3 separate regions of the Sus scrofa genome follow, and all the other regions are linked to region 2. The links are chromatin contacts, called in public Hi-C and HiChIP or PLAC-seq maps. All regions are on one chromosome and are shown on one strand. Each heading gives the region's core, a stretch centred on a gene start, on an enhancer-like site or on the middle of the called end of the contact. The rest is flanking DNA. Distances are from core to core; before and after follow the strand shown. Region 1 overlaps LOC110259504 (a long non-coding RNA gene). Region 2 overlaps LOC110259504 (a long non-coding RNA gene). Region 3 holds the start of CXXC5 (CXXC-type zinc finger protein 5).

Evidence for each region. A called contact is a pair of places that touch in the nucleus more often than the background predicts. HiChIP or PLAC-seq counts read pairs in DNA pulled down with a chosen protein or histone mark.
Region 1: a Hi-C map of retroperitoneal adipose tissue shows a contact between it and region 2, with 1.7 times the contacts expected there. The contact joins two enhancer-like sites. A contact is called at or near these places in 15 of 47 Hi-C or Micro-C datasets (alveolar macrophages, blood, brain and 8 more) and 1 of 2 datasets of contacts at active chromatin or transcription factors (skeletal muscle).
Region 3: a contact with region 2 is called in an H3K27ac HiChIP or PLAC-seq map of skeletal muscle. The contact joins the promoter of CXXC5 here to the enhancer-like site in region 2. A contact is called at or near these places in 8 of 47 Hi-C or Micro-C datasets (blood, brain, embryonic fibroblasts and 4 more) and 1 of 2 datasets of contacts at active chromatin or transcription factors (skeletal muscle).

The regions. Positions count from the first base shown.
Region 1 is chr2:141,570,506-141,573,205 of Sscrofa11.1, reverse strand. The region is part of intron 5 of LOC110259504 (a long non-coding RNA gene); the gene reads right to left. Among named protein-coding and RNA genes, the nearest start is that of PSD2, 20 kb to the left of the region's middle. Within about 2 kb of position 1,360, at least 14 of the 83 cell types and tissues checked have an H3K27ac peak or open chromatin away from gene starts, as enhancers often do. A contact at or near this core is called in retroperitoneal adipose tissue, where this site is marked.
Region 2 is chr2:141,536,837-141,539,536 of Sscrofa11.1, reverse strand. All of the region lies in intron 3 of LOC110259504 (a long non-coding RNA gene), which reads right to left. Among named protein-coding and RNA genes, the nearest start is that of PSD2, 54 kb to the left of the region's middle. Within about 2 kb of position 1,301, at least 46 of the 83 cell types and tissues checked have an H3K27ac peak or open chromatin away from gene starts, as enhancers often do. A contact at or near this core is called in epiblast stem cells, omental adipose tissue, retroperitoneal adipose tissue and 1 more, where this site is marked.
Region 3 is chr2:141,479,712-141,482,411 of Sscrofa11.1, reverse strand. It overlaps CXXC5 (CXXC-type zinc finger protein 5), which reads right to left and starts at 1,420. Exons shown (of 5, transcript XM_021084872.1): 1 at 1,320-1,420.

The sequences.
Region 1 (2,700 bases), core at 111-2,610, 34 kb before region 2:
ACCTCCCATTTTTATTACATCTTACTTTCAAAATACCCTTTGCTGGGTTGACTCAGTGACTCCAGAGACAAGCAGGGAAAGATTGTTAACCCCAATTTACAGACCAAGATACAGACTGGGGACAAGCAGTCTTGACTTGGCCAAGGCCAAGGGCTTGTAAGCAACAGAGGAGGGAGGATTCTGGTCTCCCTCCCCACCCAGCCGACTCTGGAATCATCCCCACCCCACACAGGCAGCTTCAAACCCTTTACCCCCATCCCTCCCCCAAGGCTCTGGTGGGGTGGCAGAGGGGAGAGGGCCGGGCAGGGACTGCCCCAGGGGAAGGCCCTCTTCCTGGGAGCTCTGGGTCTATCAGCCTGGTTTAAATCTCGATCGCGGCCCTCCGGCTGTGGAAACTTGGGCCCATCACTTTACCTCTCAGGGCCTCTAGCTGCTCATCTGTAAAATGACTTTCAACTGCGCAGGGCTGTTGGCGGCTGGAACAGGATTGGGGCCAAACCTAGCAAACAGTGAGGACTCCCTAAGTGCGAGCCGTGCTTGTCTTTGCTTGTTCTACCATGTTCACCATGCAGGAAGCTGACAGGGCCCCCATTTCCCAGAGGGGAAAACTGAGTCAGCAGGCCTTCCAGCAGGCAGCAGACACCACCAGAAAAACCGTCAGAAGGCCAGGGGAGATGCTGACCTTCTCCTCTCAAGAGCCCTCCCTGGCTCCGTGCCCCGGGGACCCAGCACCACCGCGGAGCCAGAACAATCTGCCAGCCTCTTCTCTAGCCCTCAAACACTGCTGGGCCCTGCCTCTGCCCAAGCTGGTCCCTCCACCCAAAATGCCATCTCTCTGCAAGCTCCACTTGTGTGACCCAAATCTTTCAAGGTTCCGCCTCAAGGCCAGGCCCTCCAGAAAAACCACCTCCAGCCTCCAGCCCCCGAGGGGCCCTGGAGCCACCGGCCACCGCGTCCCTCCACGCGGGTTTCTGAACCGCCTCCCGGGTCGGGTGAGACCCTGGGGGCTCTTGGGCGGGACACACGGTGGGCGCCCCGATCCCGGGGCGGGGGCGAAGAGCGGGGGCGCGGGGCAGGGGGGCGGCGGCCTGCTCCCCCCCCCCCCGCCCACTCCGACTCCCTCCCGCGCGGCGGCCCCGGCTTTGATCCGCTGGCCTCAGCGCCCCAACCTGATTGGCATCGAATTACGCCGCGCGGCGCAGGGAGATAATGGCGGGAGGCGCGGCAGACATGAAAGGGGGGCCGGGGGCGCAGCGGCAGCCCCGGCCGCTGTTAATGACCCAATAAAAGGAAGAGGGGGGCGACCCCAGCCTCCCCTCCAGCCCCGCCCCCGAGGCCGCGGCCGCTGCACACAAAGCCGCCGCCGACTCGGAAATTACCGCGGCTCAGCCCAGCGCAGCGTGACTGCAGGGGGCGGGCTCACCTGGCGGGCGGGCGGGAGGGCGCACGGGCACACGCGCGCGTGCACACACACACACACACAGTCACGCCGCCGCGCACACGGACCCATCCCGTCTGAACTATTTTGCTGTGTTTCCATCATGCCGGTTTTGCATCCATTGTGATGTTGGAAAAAAAGAGTGTACGAAAGGAATTCGCCCGGATCCTGAGCGATTCTGTTGTGCCCACCGTCGTCCCGGGCCTGAGACACAGCCACAGGCAGCACCGTTCAGGAGCACGCACGCACGGGGTCTCACGGGCATCTGCGGTTGAGACAGCCTCGCAGACGCGGTCACACCTCAAGGACCTCGCAGAAGCAGACACAGAGCTACAGGGACACAGGCGCCCAGCGCCGCAGGCAGAGCTGCTCACGTGGAGACACACCCAGAAGCTGAGCAAGAGACCAAATTACAAAGATGCACGCCCTGAGACAAACGAGGAGGAAACTCAGAACCTAACAAACCCATCACGCAGGCCGCGCAGGGAGAGGGAGACTGAAACACGCTGAGGTCTACAAACAAACCCACACCGACGCCCAGAGACACCCCCCCCCCAACACACACACACACACATAAACCTCAGTCACGGAAGCACGCACCGTGGCACATTCGTCCACACACAAGCCCCCACCCCAGCATTCTCTGGGACACACCCCACGCCCTCAAGTCCACCCATTTCGCACCCTCACTCACACTCGCATGCGTTTGAAAGAGCCAAGCGCTAGACTGACCCACAGCAGAGATGAAGCGGGGTCCCCGGGCCACAGAGGCCAGAGAACATGGCAGTGGGGGCAGGAATGGGGTGCAGCGACATTGCATCCCTGAGTCCGGGACGGATGGTTTTACACTGGCGGAGCATCAGTTGCGTTTATCTTTAACATGGGGTCCAACGCCTCTCCCGTGGAATTATGTGACCAGGCAAAAGGCAGGTACTAGATGTTGGCTACTGTTTCCTTGTGGGCTTCTTTGGGGGCAGCCCAGGCTCTCCAACACACACACACACACACACACACACACACACACACTCACACTCACACTCCTGGCTCCCAATTGTTTTACTGCTAGGGAAGTTCCTCTTCAATCTAATCAGAGTCCTTCATGCTGTAAACTAAGCCTAACTATGGGACCCGAGCGGGCCAATCCTTCCAAGGCACTTCTCTTGCTCAATAAAAACAGCCCCCTGGAGTTCCCGTCGTGGCTCTGTGGTTAACAAATCCGACTAGGAACCACGAGGTTGCGGGTTCGATCCCTGGCCTTGCTC
Region 2 (2,700 bases), core at 52-2,551:
ACACACACACACACACACACACATACACACACACACCTCCCACCGCTTTGCCCAAATTATTTTCGATCCCGGGAGACTCCGGATGCCAGACGCGCTCCGCAGCGGCGGCGGCGGCGGCCGCGCCTGATTCATTGCGCCAAAGCTGCAGATGCGACCTCCCGCCTGCGCCCTGTGCCCCGGCCCGCTCCGGGCTGCGTGCGCGCCTGGAGAGATGCGGGGAGGTGGGGGGGTGCGTCAATTTGTAGGCGCTCCCCCCCCCCGTCAAGAGGCGGGCCCCGGCCCCCCGGGGCCGGGTCCCCAGTCCCCAGCTCCCCGGGCTGCGCTAATTAGCTTCCTCGGGGGGCGCCACGCGGCGTGAGGGGCGGCAATTTCCCGGCTGGGCTGTGGGGGAAGCGCTCCCACCGCCTGGGAAGGTGAAATGGGAAACTCGATTCAAAGAGAGCTTTCCTCCCCCCTCCCGCCAAGCGCCGTAGAAAACGGGTTTGAAATTCCTCCTCTCTCTCCCTTTTTTTTTTTTTTATTTATAGTGCACCGTCTCCATGGAAACCGCGGAGGAGGTCACGGTAGCTGGGCCCCCGCGCGTCACCCCGCGCCTCGCCGGCTGCAGGCGCCGGGATTGCGGCCTCCCAGGCGCCGCGGCCCGCGTGGACTCTACTCCGAGTTCCCCGCCCCCGCTCCACTTAGCCCGCGGCTCAGGCCATATGACTCTGCCGGGTCCCAACCGGGAACCGCGCACCTGGGTACCAGTGCGCTAGGCTGTGCTTCTGTCCCTGGGCTCCAGCACGCGGGAACGCGCCCAGATACACGTGCCCAGCTCCAAGACGGGAACTCGTGCGGCGAGACGCGGCCGAGGGCCTCACTGCACTGGTGAATGCGCTGGGGGATCGACCTATATAGGCGTACACCTCCAGAGCTCTCGCTAAAAGGGGACCACCCGTAGTCAAGAACGATCGGTCCCGCCTGGGTTACTTCCTAACCATGTGACTTTGGGCAAGTCACAACCTCTCGGCGTCTCACCTTGCTTGTCAACAAAATGGAAGGGTTGTGTGGCTTGAGACCAAGTATGTTAAACGTTTGGCACGTGGTTCTGAAAAATGGTAGCTGTCACTGGGGTTACTTTTTCAGGCTGGGAAAGCCGAGGCCCAAAAGGCTTTGCTCAAGGGCGCGGTCAGCCTGAAGCATTTACACCTTGGGAGCTTCCCAGCACCTCAGCCTAAACCCGCGGGAGGTGAAGGGACGCGTGCCGGCTTTGCAGGGCCTGGGCCTGCCTGGGGCGCGTCGGGCGGGACCTCCTGCGCGAGCCACATCCGCACCCGGAACCCTGGAAACGGGACTCCCCGCGGTGCGCACCCCACCCCCTACCCTGCACCATTAGCAACGGGCCTGCCTACCCTCCCTCCCAGGGCTGAGGCCGCACCTGCCCCACCGGATGGCCGCCCCGGGGCCAGGCCTTGCCCCCCACCGCGCACACTTCCTCCCGGACCCCCAGCGCCCCGTAGAGCGTGCAGGGGGAGGGGACCCGGCCGCCCCCGCCCCGCCAGCTTCCCACAGCCTGAGCAGCCCGGAGCCGGGGAGGCAGGAAGTCTCAGAGCCGGGGCGTGGAGGCGGGGTAGGGGCAGGAAGTTGGGGGTGACTCTCCCAGAGACCCCAGACGGGGCCCCGGCGTGGGAGCGGGGTGGGCGGGCGCGTAAGGATTAAGGGCGCCCCCCCACCACCACGCCTCTGTAGCCTTAGGCCACGTGACCCTGGCCGCAGCGCCCCGCTGGGTGAGGGCGAAGGCCGCTACCTCTGGCGACCCCCGGCAGCGTGCACAAGGCGGGAGGGGCAGCCTTTGTCTACTGCGCCGCAGAGGCAGCCCCCCACGCCCCCTCCCCCCCGCGCCCCGCCGGGCCCTGCACAGCCCGGGTTTTCCATCCGGCCCCGCTCGGCTCGGCAGCTGTCAGGGGACCGAGCTGACCTTCGCGAGCAGGGAGTTTCAATTAGCCGCAGATCAGATAAGCGGGCGGGCCCGTCTCTCCGGGCACCGCGGGGGCGCAGCCCCGCCCCCGCCACGCCGCGCCAAACGCGCTCCAGATGGGAACAAAGATGAGGACGCAGCTCCACCTGCCTCCCCGGGGAGGGGGGAACAGGAGGCCCCGCCGGGAGGAGCTTCCCACCGGAGGAAGGGCTTGGGCCCACTCCCCTGCCCGGCTAGGACACCACTCGGGGGCAGGGGTCTAGCCAAAAACATCTCGGCCGCTCGGCTTGTCCCCTGCACGCACGCGGACCTCATCCACAGGCGGGCATCGTGCCCTCCCCTCCCCCCCTCCCCAGGGAGGCCTTTGCCACCTCTGATCTCATCCGGAGCGCTCCCTAGGAGGCTGAGAGAAGACGGCCCCAACAGAGAAAAGAAACTGAGGGAGAGAAGGGCTGGGCTTCTGGATTCAGGTCACACCAACCACTGCATTCTTTCAGGTGTTTATCCGGGCCTAGCACGTACCCGGCGCTGTTTAGACTAGGGGGCCAACAGCCTCATGGAGCTTAGATTCTAATTCAGGAAGACAAACCAGAATCGAGTAAACAAATCGGTGACCAGGATGAGCTCAGAGAGTCTGAAGGGCCATGAAGCCCTTAAAACAGGTCCTGTGAGACTGACGTCGGGGAGGGAACCGTGTTGGCTGGGGTAGTCAGGGAGGGCCTCTCTGAGGAGGTGACATCTGA
Region 3 (2,700 bases), core at 171-2,670, 57 kb after region 2:
CCGGGGCCGCCCCCCCCACCCCCGCCCCAGCCCCTTCCATCCCAAGAAGCGACTCTCAGACCACCCAGGGTCGAGGGGGGCCAAGGAGGGTGCGGCTGCCAACCCTTCAGCACCCCCCCCCGTCGCAGGAGACAAGGGGAGGGCACGAGTCTTTCCGGATGGGTCCCTACAGAACCCCCAAATCTGCGGCTGCCTCCTCGCAGCCCGTGGCACCAGCCCAACTCCGCGCACCTTTTCCGATTCCTAAAGCGGGGGGGGGGGGGTAGCAAAAAGCGAACCTAGTCCCTCCTTGAGCGCTTCGGCTCTCCTGACAGGTCCCAGGGGCAGCCCCCCATTTAAAAACCGGGGTCACTCACTTTCTGTTGATCCTACAAATAAACAAAGCCTGACGCACCCCGCGCTCCCCGCCGGGAAGCAGCCCATTCCGGGCGAGGACAACTTCCCCCGGCAAGAAAATTAACACATTCTTCCCGAGGCGGTGCAGCCCCTCGCTCCGGGGAAGCAAAGGGGAGGGGGGGCTGGGGCCCAAACTTCACGGGTAAATTTGGAGCCAGAGCAGCGAGGCAGGCGCCTGGGACACCCGCCTCCCACAGCTCCGCAGCGAGAGGAACACCCCCAGTCTCCCACCCTGGCTTTGCCTGCTGTTTGGCCACGCGGGGCTCGAGAGCCAGCCTGAAAGACTCCCCAGGGCTGGGGAGGATGGGAGAACGAGGCCGCGGGGAGCAGCGGTGGTGGGGGGTGATCCTTTAACGGAAAAAGAAGGTCAAACTTGATCAGCCCGCCAGGCACCCCGCGGGCAGCGGGGGCGAGGAGCCGGAGGGGAAATGTAGAAGTGGCCACCGCCCCCTCAAGTGGAGGGGGAGACTCAGCCACGCGTGGTCCAGGGCATTAAGAGCAGTTACCGTCGCCCCCCAAACACCAGGCTGCGAATGGGGCATGGTGGGGGGAGTGCGCGCCGGAGAGCTCCAATCAGCCGCCCCCGCAGGCGGAGCGCCCGCCCAACACCGAGAGGTGAGGACCCGGGCTCCCGCCGCCCCTGAGCCCTCAGGCTCGAGGACCTGGGGAGGGGACAGGAGCCCCAGCCCCAATCCATGGCGCCCAAGCCGCCGTCCCCGACCCTAAAACCCCTCTTTTTGTCTGAACTCAGTGATCTGCGACCGAGCTGACTGCGGCTTGGGGAGGCTGGAGTATAGCAGAGGCCACCGAGCGATCCCCGGAGCTCGGGCTCCCAGCCGCCGGGGCTCCCGGGCTCAGGCCACCGGCACCCCCTGCCCCACCCAAACCCGGACCCCTCCTTCCCCGTCCCTGGCTCTCCGCACCTGAACTTCGGGGGAGCCCGCGCCGCCAAACTTTCCGCCGACTTGCAGCGAACTCCGGCCCCGGCCGCGCACCGGGCCCCGGGGAGGAGAGGGAGGTAGGCGGGGAAGGGGAGGGGGCCGGCCTCCGGGGGGTCGGGGGAGGGCCGTGGCCCGACACCTACCGGCTCTCAGAGTCGTCCAAGCCGCCACCGCCGCCGCCGCCGCCGCCGCCGCCGCGAGGCCGAGGGGGAGGGGCGGGGCGGAGAGCTGCGCTCCTCTCTGGGCACAGCCGCCGCGGTGCGCTCCGCTCCAGCCGCGCCGCCCGCCGTGCCCGGGGCCGGAGCCGGAGTCACGCCGCCGCGGCTGGCCGGAGGCGGGGAGGGGGGGGGAGCCTGCAGCACCTGCCCCTCCTCCCCCTCCCCGCGGCCCAAATTAAAAAACAACAAAAAGCAACTAATCACCCCCGAGCGCAGCGCGGCGCGGCTGGCGGAGGGCGCAGCGTGAGGCGCCCGGACTCAGCAGGCGGCGCGCATGGCTGGGCGCGGGCTGGGCAGGGCTGGGACGCGGGGCCCGGCTTCGGGGAACAAGGTCCTGCCGCTCTTCTCGCTCGGCTCCGGCGCCTGCTCTCGCCGCCGCCGCCGCCTCTGCTGCCGCCAGTGCCGCCGCCTCTACATCCCCGCTCAGGCTCCGCCGCCTCTGCCGCCGCCGCCGCCGCCGCCGCCGCGCGCCCGCCGGGGCAGGAGCTCTGAACGCTGCCCGGGGGCTGCCGGCAAAACCCGGACCGGACTCGACGCTCCCTCCCTCCCGACGCAGCCCTGGCCACTTGGACGCCGCAGGCTCTGAGGCTGGAGCTGCAGCCACTGCGCCTCCAGCTCTCCGCGCCCTGACCTGGTCGGCCCTGGCTCAGCTCCCCGGCGCGCCCCGTCTTCACCTCTTTCTCCGCAACTTTACAAAAATAAATAAATAAATACATAAGAGGACCTCTCTCGTTTTGTGAGGAGGGCATGCGCTCGGCGACGCACCTGACGAGGAAATCCGCCGCCCCTCTGTCCCCTCTGTTCGGCCGGCCGCCAAGCTGCAAGGACCGGTGCTGAGGGTTTGGCCGCGCCCCGCGGCTCAGCGGCGCGTAGGGTCGGGAACTCCTAGCCGAGCACTCTCGGAATTAGACGCGTGTTGAAGGACTCCTCCCTTCCCAGGGCGCTTTCCCGAACTCGGTGGGCTCTAGTTCTCCGGGAGAAAGGGAGCCGAGGTTCCTGTCCCCATTTCACAGATGAGGAAACCGAGCCGAGGAAGGGCATTTTGTTTCCTGTGCCGGCGCCACCCCAAGCCCTGAGTCCTGGAGCTAAAGCGACTGCATTGTGGCCCTGAGACGGGACCGCGAAGTGTAAACTCAGCCTGAGAC